Linked DNA regions of Mus musculus: regions 2 and 3 are each linked to region 1. The links are chromatin contacts, called in public promoter capture Hi-C maps. All regions are on one chromosome and are shown on one strand. The core of a region is the stretch at or near the end of the contact, and the rest is flanking DNA. Distances in the headings are between cores, read along the strand shown.

Region 1 (3,434 bases), core at 552-3,051:
AGAATCTGATTTTGTTCACCTCCAATAAGTATGCAGTGGGTCTACAGATACCTTTTTATTGGCAAGGATGGAAGAGATGTTGATAATCTACCCACATCTTCCTATGTCACTCTTCCCACAGAAGCCAGTATAGCACATGGAAACCATCAGCACCTATGACTCCTTGTTTGAAGTCTTTCCTTGGCTTCTGGAGGCCATTTAGCCCAAGCAGAGGCCAGAGCAGAAGAGCTAATATCCTAGGGTGAGCCACCAACCAATGACCAAGGAATGCTGGACAGGGTTTAGAGCATCCCTAGGAGACACTCCTCTGATCTTTCAGAGATTCCCCATGGCCCATGCTTCCACTGCCTACACTGAGATGTGTGTGTTTGATGGAGTGCATGCTATTCCACTCCTCTTCTTTCTGTCCATCCCTCCCTCACTGGACTTTCTTGGGATCCATACCTAAAGATAGAGTCAGATCGGTGTTTTAGCAGAACTAGACTTAAATCAGCTGCTTAAGACTTTGGCTATCTGATCTATCTGTCCTAGATTTTATCAGGTAACACATCCTTGCATTCATTCCACAAGTGCACATGTAGTAAAAGACAGATATCTCATGGGAAGTGGAGTCTGATTTTGTTCTATTCTGTATTCTAAATCCCTTGTAGCTAAGAAGACAAAATCCAGAACTTTAGAAAATGTTGGCTGGAAAAAGGAGAGGGTGCTTTTCTTCCATGACTTCTTAATTTGTTTGTTTGTTTGGTTGGTTTTGGTTTTTTTTTTTTTTTTTTTGAAGCCAGACCTTGATGTGTAACTCAGACTGGTCTTGAATTTATAATCCTCTCTGCCTCTGGCCTGCCTCTGACTGCTGGAATTACAACCATGCTCAGCTTGCCCTGGCTTCTTGATTCCAGTCTCCAAGCAGGGGTGGAGCCATGGAGAAGCGCTCAGAAGAGCAAAGGGATGAAGCTTTAAATTTCCTCCCTCCCAGTTTCCCCACATGGTATTTCATTGTCCTCATCTTTAAAGCCAGGTTAGCAACAGCACCCGGGTTTATGGTATTTGTTAGGACAGTTACATAAAAACACATTACATTATCTCAAAACATGGCTACCACGGAACATCACACAAAACATGGTTAACACAGAATGTCACACAAAACATGCCGAGCACTCAGCAGATCTCCCTCTGTGGCTACAATCGTTGGTTTCCTCTGATAAAGCAGCTCAGCACTACACCTTCATGGATCATCTGAAATAGAGTCTAGAACAGGCACACGGAAGAGCCGAGACATATCCTCATGAGGACGTTCTTTGGTGCTCCTCCTCCATATGAATTGCTTTGCATATGATAGTAGACATTCTGGAATCAGACAGAGCCAAGGACAAATCCTAGCTTAGCCTTAGTTTGCCCATCTGTACAGCTCTCCCCACTAAGTTTCTGTGACAAGTCATAATTACACGTTGCCTATCAAATGCCCGGCAGAGAGCAAGAGTCCAATAAGAGTTCACTGCTATCCTTGCTGTCATTTCTGTGTTTATCGACAGGCCCATGGAAACAGCAGGGCTTTCCATTCTGCCAGCCTTGGCTCCTGAGCAACTCCACGCATGTCAGCTTCACCACTTCCCCTTGACTGCCGGTTTCAAAAGAGCTCTTCATTTTCAGAGGCTACATTTGATAAGTTTGCGAATTTGCATGCTGCCAAAAGCCCCCTGTGGCTCATGTAAGTCCAGATTATTCTGTTTATTCCTTTAGTCACAGCTGTCGTTTATCGTGCAGAGGCAGCTCGTTTATTATGTCTCAGACTACCCAGGCTCCAGCTCAGGGCAGCCTTTGTCAGCTATATCTGCCTGCCTCTGCCACCGACTGACATGTTGACGACGGCACCTGCAGCCCTGGTTACCAGCAAAGGGGGCTGAGACATTCCTGGGAGGGGGTCCTTTCTTTTCGTCCTGACAACAAGGAGGGCTGCTCCTATCCCTATCATTTTTCTGAATTGGTATCAACAGCTGCTTTCATCTTCATACAAGAGAAACATAGTCGTTTCCCTGTTTTATTATTAACACACTCTGGCATAATTGCTTGGGCTCTCAACTGTGACCTGTTAGACAGCCACTCAGCTGTGGAATTTTCCAGGGGAATACAGCAGGATGGTTCAAGACAGCAATATGCATTTTTCCCTAACCGTATCTATTTGTCTGTGAAGCCCTGAAGTCAAATCTCTTGTTGAATTTGCTTAAACATCAATGAATAGTTGAATTTACATAGATTTAATGTCTTATAATCTTTCTGGTCTGGGGATCTATATTCAAGATATATCTGTGCATCAGCTCAGCTATATCCTGTTTAATGCTGAAAATAATTTTAATCTCTCTAAAGCATAATACTTTGCACATTACTAAACCATAGCAGCCAAGACTATCTAATAAGACTCAGTAAATTGGCTGCTGCTAACTAACAAATATACAATGCTGAGATCTGGGCCACATGCACAGGTCTGGGTTTGGTTTCGTTTGGTTTCATTTGGTTTGGTTTGGGGGCTTTTGCTTTATTAAAGCACTTATTCTTGCAATAGGCTTTATTTGGCTACTTGTTCTTCTTATAGGCTACACTCTACCATCCAATGACACATACATACATGTTCATCTCTGAGGGTTATCAGAGGGCTTGGAATAACCATTCATTTAAATACATACACACACACACACATATACACACACACACACTCACTCACTCACTCAATTAATGCATGCAGTAGGTATTTGTTGAGTCCTAGGGATATGCCAAGCAAGCAAAATCAACAAAGTCCATGCTGTGCTGGGGTTGGCGTGCTACCCATGGAGTAGGCACAAAAACACAGTTTTGTACCACATGTCAGGAGGCAATGAATCCAGAATAAAACACTGAAGACCATGAGGCTAAGGTGGTGAGGTAGGTTTGAGATGGTAGCAACAAGAGGCAGTCTGGGCAGAAACAAAAGTGGGCAGAAAACAAGCCAATCTCCAGTTACTTGTGGCTGTTGTCATAAAGGTCCTTAGGCTGTTGCACTTTCTGTGACCATGCTAATTTACAACATTCTGTACCTGGTCCTCACCAAAGATGGAATCTATTTCCTTCCTGCCTTAAGTACAAGCTTGTTGTTGGTCACAGCAATGTCAAACCAAAGAGCTGTGAAAAGTAAGGGGCAAAAGTTTACACCTAGGCCTAAGGTATCTTGCAGTTCCTGCTTTGATTCATCCTCTGAGAGGCCAGAGATGACCATAATGCAAAGACAATCTAGAATGTACAAGGCCAAGGCACTCCTGTAAACACCCAGCACAGTGGTTGACCAGATAGCAGAGTGTGGCCACTGGGATGTTCCTTGGGGAGAAGGGTGGGAGAGCCACTCCACAGAAGCATGGGACAGGTAAGTATTTTGGGGGGACAATAATGCAGCAGAAGCTAGCTGTTTA
Region 2 (3,434 bases), core at 459-2,958, 440 kb before region 1:
AGTCTGAAGAGATGCTAAAGCAAAGATATAGATGGAGAGTAGCAGGATGCAGCTGTGAGCAGCCACCAGTAGTCAGGTGCTCTGGGTAGGCAGGTGCTCCGAGAGCCGAAGAGAAAGTCATGCATGAGGACAAGCTATAGACGTGTTTGACCAATGGCAAAATCATGGAATGCTGGGACAGGCACAATCTAGAGCTACCTTGGAACTCTGCTTCAACAACCAAGACTGCTACTGGGAGGCTGAGTGATGCCCTAGACCTTAAAGAGATGATGAATTCCAGTAGATGCCAGTGGCTTCTAGTCATTGCTGGCTTCCTTGTCCACCTGTGTCTTTTATGGGAGACAGAGCTGCTAAATTACAGGCTTCACAGCTGGTTATCTGTAGTTTGGATCAGAACTCTGCTGGTATTAATTAAATTGTCTGTGGGTAGAGTAAGAAAACTACAACTTTAAGAGGTTTTAACCCATAAAAGCATGGTTCTTGTTTCTTATTTATTACTAGAGACAGAATACTGGGTCTTATGCTTGCTATGTAGACACTCTGCCTCAGAACTACATCCCCAGCCCCATATTTCATGCTTCTTTTGTGCATCCACGAAGCACCCATTGGAGGCCTTGAGTTGTGTTCCTTTGCAGGTTGTTGATGTCATTATCATCTGTAAAAGTAAAAAAAAAAAAAAAAAAGGAAGGAGGAAGCCTGATGAATTGGGTGCTGGCTCTGAGACATGTCCTGTGTACTCACATTTCAATGGTCATAGCAAGAGCATGACTCACTATCAGAAAAGTCAAGCATTTTATGCAAGCAGGAATACCAGCACTAGAACTTGCAGCAGGAGCAAACTCCCCCTCCTCGTGTCTGATTGGAGGTGATTATTGTTTACCGAATTTTATGGCTTTGATGTGAAATGTCCTCCACAGGCTCATGTGTTTAAATGTTTGGTTTCCAAATGGTAGGATGGTGGTGCTGTCTTGGGAGGTTGTAGAGGACTCTGGACATGGAGCCTAGATGACATACATAGATGAGCTGGCTTCTCTCTCTCTCTCTCTCTCTCTCTCTCTCTCTCTCTCTCTCTCTCTCTCTCTGTGTGTGTGTGTGTGTGTGTGTGTGTGTGTCTTGACTGCTAGAGCAAAGCTTCCGGCGCCTCTAAGGCAGACCATTCATGATTCCATGTCACTATAAAATGTATCCCCTAAACAAATCATTCCTCCTTTAAGCTGTTTCTTATGGGTTATTTGGTCACAACAATGAGAGGAATAAGCAACACACCTAACAAGTGGTGGTCAGAAATAAACCCAGACCTGAAGAGATGCTTAGCATGATGTACAACCCCTAATAAATTGGCAGTGACTACTGGCTTTATTGGAGCCAAGAATTTACGAATCCCTGTTACCTACAATCAACTTGGCCCAGCTTCCTTTCCTAAACCATTACGATGGGGATAATCTCTAAAGAGCACAGATGGGTTGACATCTTCTCTATTAGCCATCTATCTTCAGGATGTCAAGAAATTGTTTATGCCATTCCTACTATTCATAGGTGAGACCAGAAATGTGGCTAAGGTCTTTGATGGATCACATACTGAGCTAAGGGAAGACTGCCATGGAACCTGGAGAGCAAAAGTTGGATAGAGAGACTGTGCTGAGGGGTTTATTGCTAAAGCTTAGTCATTGCCAGGGGTGTGGGGGTTGGTGCAGGGAAGCTCACGATGCAGAAATAGAAGCAGGAGCAGGAGCTGCAGGCAGGCGAGCAGATGGAAGTTATTTTTAAAAGGAGGCTGTATAAAGCCGTAGGTGGAGAAAGCTCTAGACACAGAGAGCCAGGGCTATAGGTTAGAATGTCCTAAAGAGAAACCTGTATTATCCTGACAAGGCTGAATTTTTTCTCAAACAACTTTCTACACCCTGGGTCCCCAGCATCAAAAATAAAGACATAATTTTAAGAGTCAACATGCAGTTTTCAGGTGGTGGACAGCTAAAACTGTCCCAAGCTGCTTTGAACAGAAAGGGAAGCCAATTGATGCATGTAGTTGGAAAGTATAAGCCAGACATGACTTCAGGCAGTGATGCATCTGGGTGCTAAAATGGTGTGATTGGTGGTATTTATGTTTTATTGTTTCCTCACTTATGGTCTCATTCTTGTGCAGATGTCCCTGTCCAGGTGTCCCAGTGGCAGCCAACACCTCTCCTGAGACACACCAACACAGCAGCTAAGCATTTATAAGCATGATTATTCATTCACTTATCTGGGTCTAGGTATCTACTTTCCTGAGATATTTATTGGCTTGAGTCTCCTCTCTATTGAAGATAACCAAGAATCAGTGTACCAGACCCACATGACTTCGACAGCCAATGCATGACTAGAACTTGTATATCATCCATAATGAGATACTTGGAAATCTTTCTTAGAGACAGAGATAGAATAATTGTCTTCCGTGGGTGAACCCAAAGTGACATTTACTGAACTGTTCAGAACCTGAATTAAAAAACACCCATTTTTCTTTGCATTTGGCCCACCTGTACAAGTTCCCCCAAGGCCTGTTTCACATACCTGCTGCTTTCTGAGGGGTTCCGAACTCCCTAACAACCTTTAGTTTCTTTCTTCCACCTTGCTCCCCTGAGGCGTGGGTCTACATTGGGCCCATGTGACTGATGCTCTTTAAGGCCAGTCTTGGATAGCATCAGTTTATTTTGGTAATTGATACTTAATGTGAGAGCAATGGACAGATGGATGGATGGCTTATGAAGACTCAACTGGAAGAAGTATTTGGGATTTACAAGACCTATTGAGGTGAGGGCAGTGCCAGAAGCACAGGCAAGTAGTTCTCAGAAATGTGCAGGACAGGCACAAGCACGTGAAGGTGGAGATGTTTCAGTTCCCAGGCCAGAGCCCCCTTTATCTTGGGATTTCCTTTACTCTCCCTAGAGATCCTGGTCAAAGCAGAGGGTTAAAAAACATGATGCTGGAAGTGTTTCCCAGCTCTGCCACTTCAGGGACAGACTCTATTCTGTGTTCATGATTTTTCTTTGCTGGAGAAACTTTGAGGAGCCCTTGGAGGTCAGCTTACCTCCTAGAATACCCATGCTTCTCTGTCTCCTTCTCCCAGGCAGCTGCCTGCTAACCCAAAATAGAAATGCTAAAGTATGGACCAGACTAATGGAGCCTGGAGCCTGATTCTGGCAGCTAAAGAAAAGTGGAAGACTCCAGAAGTTCACATGGCAGACAGACTCTGGCTCTGTGATGGGAAGACGGTAGCTCTCTGTGGCATCCAATGCCTGACACACAGCTTTTGTGCTGCCAACTCAGGCTTCTGGGAAACATGAGAGAAAGAAGGGAACAGTCCTGTAGAACAGATAGTCCATATAGAAAGTTTCCATGGAATGTCTTTATTTTCTTCGGAACAAGGCAGGGTGCAGTCATTTTCTGATAACACATCA
Region 3 (3,434 bases), core at 250-2,749, 330 kb before region 1:
TTAATTTCTTCCTTCTCTGGAAATATAAGCTTGGTGAGGTTAGAGCCCTGAACTGTTTTACCCTTTAGTGCTGGTGGGATGCTAAGGCGAGTGCCTTCCCTCACTATCTTCAACTTAGGTCAGGAATGGCAAAAGTTGGATTTGGGCCCAGGCTGGATTGAATTCACAGCCATCCTGCTGGGCTACTTATGCATTTATTATTTCCTTGTCCCCAAGTACTTTATTGACTGTCATTTTCCATCACAGACTTTCACTTTCTTTCTCAACAGAACTCCAATGGAGGACCCACCACTAGCTCTAATTGACAGATCAGAACACTGGGGTCCTAAATGTGGGGATTTCCTCACACAGCCTATGGGAGTTGTTTCTGTAGTTTGTCAGTTTCAGCGCCTTCTTATCCTCCCATTGGTTTGTTTCCTCCCTTCTCCTGGTCTGAAGGGAGATGCTCAGTTTCCACTGGGTATCTCCTTTTAGTTCAAGAGCAGCAGGATTTGGCCAGGTTCTATGAAGAACAGTCGGTATCAGCTTGACTTTAGACTGCCCATGTTCTAGAGGGTGCTCTACACCCTTCACATACAGGCAGTACGAGTGCACTCAATGGCTTTAACAGATGAGTTCGTGAAGTTGGATGGAGAAGTTGAGGGGATGAAGCATGGGAGGAGCTGGAGCAGAGCTAGTAGAGGGCAGATTTCATCAAAATTTATTATATTCATACACAAAACTCACAAATAATAGGTTTAAATAATAATAATTTAAAAAACTGCAGCACACTGAGTCAGACACTTCAGGAGGAAGAATCGAGAAACATCTTGGCACAGCTATTCCCAGCCTTAAGCTGTGCAAGATTCTTCCCATAGCTCTGCCAGCCCAAGGCTGCCTGCTGGCACTTGAGGCTCAAGTTAGAAAGTGGGAAGTTTGAAAGCTTCTGGAAGAAGGTGAAAGGGATTTGAATCCAGCTCCTTGAGGCTGTGACAGAGCTGGTGGGACTCAATTGGCAAAGATCTTAAGGGGACAGATGGGCACCATGAGTGTCTATTGAGTGTCTGGGGTATCGCTTGCCACTAGTGATCACTTGCCCATGCAGTAAGTGGTCTTGGACAGTGTGGACAGGGAGAGTGGGAGTCCTAGTTAGAGCCTCTTCTCTTGGTTGATGCAGTTCTGTTCAGTGTATCATGTAGCTTAACTTTCTCCAGTCTTTTGTCCCTGATTCAGCATAAGTCTTTGTTATTTATATAAAATCACATTTCCTACAATCTTTCCTTCCACATGTAGCAGTCTGGTCTCCTTCCAGCTTTGCGCCCATTCCACTGGCAGAGTGATGGCTATGTGTAAACACCACGAAGGCTGCTTAAAACCTCCAACAGGTTTCTCTTTTCCATAAGATGTGACCCCAGTTCTGAACAAGGTGTCCTCAGCATTCTACTTAGGTTCCCTAAGGAGCCTCTTCCCGCCCACCTTACAGCCCTTCCTTGTCTGTGCGCCAGGCCTTCTGGCTCGATTTCGGTTTCTAAACACACCGTGTTCCCTCCAGTCTCCAGGCCTTTACACAAGCTGTTCTCTCCGTCTGGCATAGCTCTTCCCCATCCGCCACCACCACCACTGCCACCACCGCCATCATCACCACCATCACCCTGCTTAACCGATTAACACCTGGCCATCTGTCAGAGCTCAACTCAGCTGTCACTCTCCCAGATGCCCAACAAGACACAGCCCCTGTCTCATGCCTCCCCAGCATCTAAATTGGCCGAAATGTGCCTTCATTCAAAGCGATCACTTGAGCTTATAGGTCAATGTTCCTGAGAATAGACTTCACGTGAATTAGTTCGTCTCTTAACCTATAAAATGATTGGAGTAGGTTCTCAATTAATACTGTTTTCTCATGTGGATCTCTGTCTCACTAGGCGGAAAATTAGGGTTTAGGAAGAATAAGTTGCCTGTCTAGGATTGTTCAGAAGATCTGGGATATGGACCAACCCCTCACTACCTAACATATAGCCCTTTCAAATATGTCAGCCCTGGCAGAGCCTCATGGGAGGAGGGAGGAGCTTCTACTGAAAATTTCATTTTGGCCCCTGAGAAATAAATGAGCTGTACCAGCCTCAGCTCAGCTGCACTACATCATAAGCCAGTTAAGGGACCATGTTCCTCAGAAGTGCCCTCAGCTGTGGGAGAGAGATGGATGGTCCCTAAAGGCTCATCTCATTATTCCAGGAGCCAAATTGGGACCTTGTTAAGGGATGGATTGCCCATCAGTAAGTAGCACACTAATTCTATAGCCACATGGCACAGGAGACTGACCAGGGCTCCCATAATGTGGCCTCTGGCAGTCTTCCCACCATCTAGACCTAATGGCAACTTTTAGAAAATAAACACAGCCCTCACAGAGCCCCCAAGAACACATTTGCTCTAATGTGGTTCAACCGTCTTAAGTGAGTGCCTAATAAATTAATGGTCCTGTTAAACACAGTTCATTGTGAGCTTCACTGTGCAGCAGCCATCAAAGGATGGGTTATTTCTAGGACAGTAAAAGCAAATCATAGCTCTGTGTGTGCATGTGTGTGTGTGTGTGTGTGTGTGTGTGTGTGTATGCACATCTGTGCAGGGCATCACTGTGCAGTGGTTATGTCCTAGCTATGCTTGTGTGCATGTGTGCAGGTTAGAGCACAGTGAAGCTGCACTCTGCAAACATTCACTGCACATGAAATTGTATTCCATGCAGCCTACCCTATGCTTTACAGAAACCATATGACACTGTCTACACTGGAAGGAATACTTCATAGTAGTTCCTCAATAAACATTTGTTTCAGTAATTAATAAGGTCATTAATAAAATCACTCCATGATTAATAAAGTTACTACTTACACATTATACTAACAATGACAACTATGATAAATGGAAAGAACAGAGCATTCCTGGGCAAGTGAACAAGGTTGAACCACACTGTCCAATACAGCCATGCATACCTGTGGGTGCTGGGCTGGAGCACTTGGGCTCTTTCCTTGGCTCATCTCTGCATTACCATAGTCAGTAGGACAAGCGGATGTCCAGAAAGTTTTTACTTCATGTTTGAGTGTTTTACAAAGAGACAAAGTAATGTCTTGAGAAAGGTTGGGGAGAGGGTGATTATAGGTAAGTTTGGGGTCTGGTGACTAAAGTATGAACCATTAATCAAGACACTTAAGACAGAAATAACCAAAGCCATGTCAACTAAAAACGACCAGCACACTCTGGATGCCTAGAGGATGCCTTGCCCCGTGGATTTGTGGGGTAGACAAGTGTCATCCTGCTTCTTCTGTTTCAGTTTCTGCTCCACAAGACAGACAAACAGCTTGGAAGCTCTGGGCTAGAAGACGGCCAAGTGATTGCTCTTGAGGGTTATACAGAATATGATAAGATAAAAAGAAATAAAAGGTCAGTAAGAGATGAGAGAGGAG

Evidence for each region. Promoter capture Hi-C pulls out the DNA fragments that hold promoters and counts their contacts.
Region 2: a promoter capture Hi-C map of hippocampal neurons shows a contact between it and region 1, with 2.6 times the contacts expected there. The contact joins two enhancer-like sites. A contact is called at or near these places in 3 of 39 promoter capture datasets (embryonic stem cells, hippocampal neurons and liver) and 1 of 484 Hi-C or Micro-C datasets (the G1E-ER4 cell line).
Region 3: a promoter capture Hi-C map of hippocampal neurons shows a contact between it and region 1, with 2.4 times the contacts expected there. The contact joins two enhancer-like sites. A contact is called at or near these places in 2 of 39 promoter capture datasets (hippocampal neurons and liver).

What each region holds. Positions count from the first base shown.
Region 1 is chr7:124,346,063-124,349,496 of GRCm38.p6, reverse strand. The region is part of intron 1 of Hs3st4 (heparan sulfate (glucosamine) 3-O-sulfotransferase 4); the gene reads right to left. Among named protein-coding and RNA genes, the nearest start is that of Gm23168, 150 kb to the left of the region's middle. Within about 2 kb of position 1,801, at least 25 of the 459 cell types and tissues checked have an H3K27ac peak or open chromatin away from gene starts, as enhancers often do. A contact at or near this core is called in hippocampal neurons, where this site is marked.
Region 2 is chr7:124,787,240-124,790,673 of GRCm38.p6, reverse strand. No RefSeq gene overlaps it. Among named protein-coding and RNA genes, the nearest start is that of 3100003L05Rik, 80 kb to the right of the region's middle. Within about 2 kb of position 1,708, at least 16 of the 459 cell types and tissues checked have an H3K27ac peak or open chromatin away from gene starts, as enhancers often do. A contact at or near this core is called in hippocampal neurons, where this site is marked.
Region 3 is chr7:124,679,491-124,682,924 of GRCm38.p6, reverse strand. The region is part of intron 1 of 3100003L05Rik (RIKEN cDNA 3100003L05 gene); the gene reads left to right. Among named protein-coding and RNA genes, the nearest start is that of 3100003L05Rik, 28 kb to the left of the region's middle. Within about 2 kb of position 1,499, at least 12 of the 459 cell types and tissues checked have an H3K27ac peak or open chromatin away from gene starts, as enhancers often do. A contact at or near this core is called in hippocampal neurons, where this site is marked.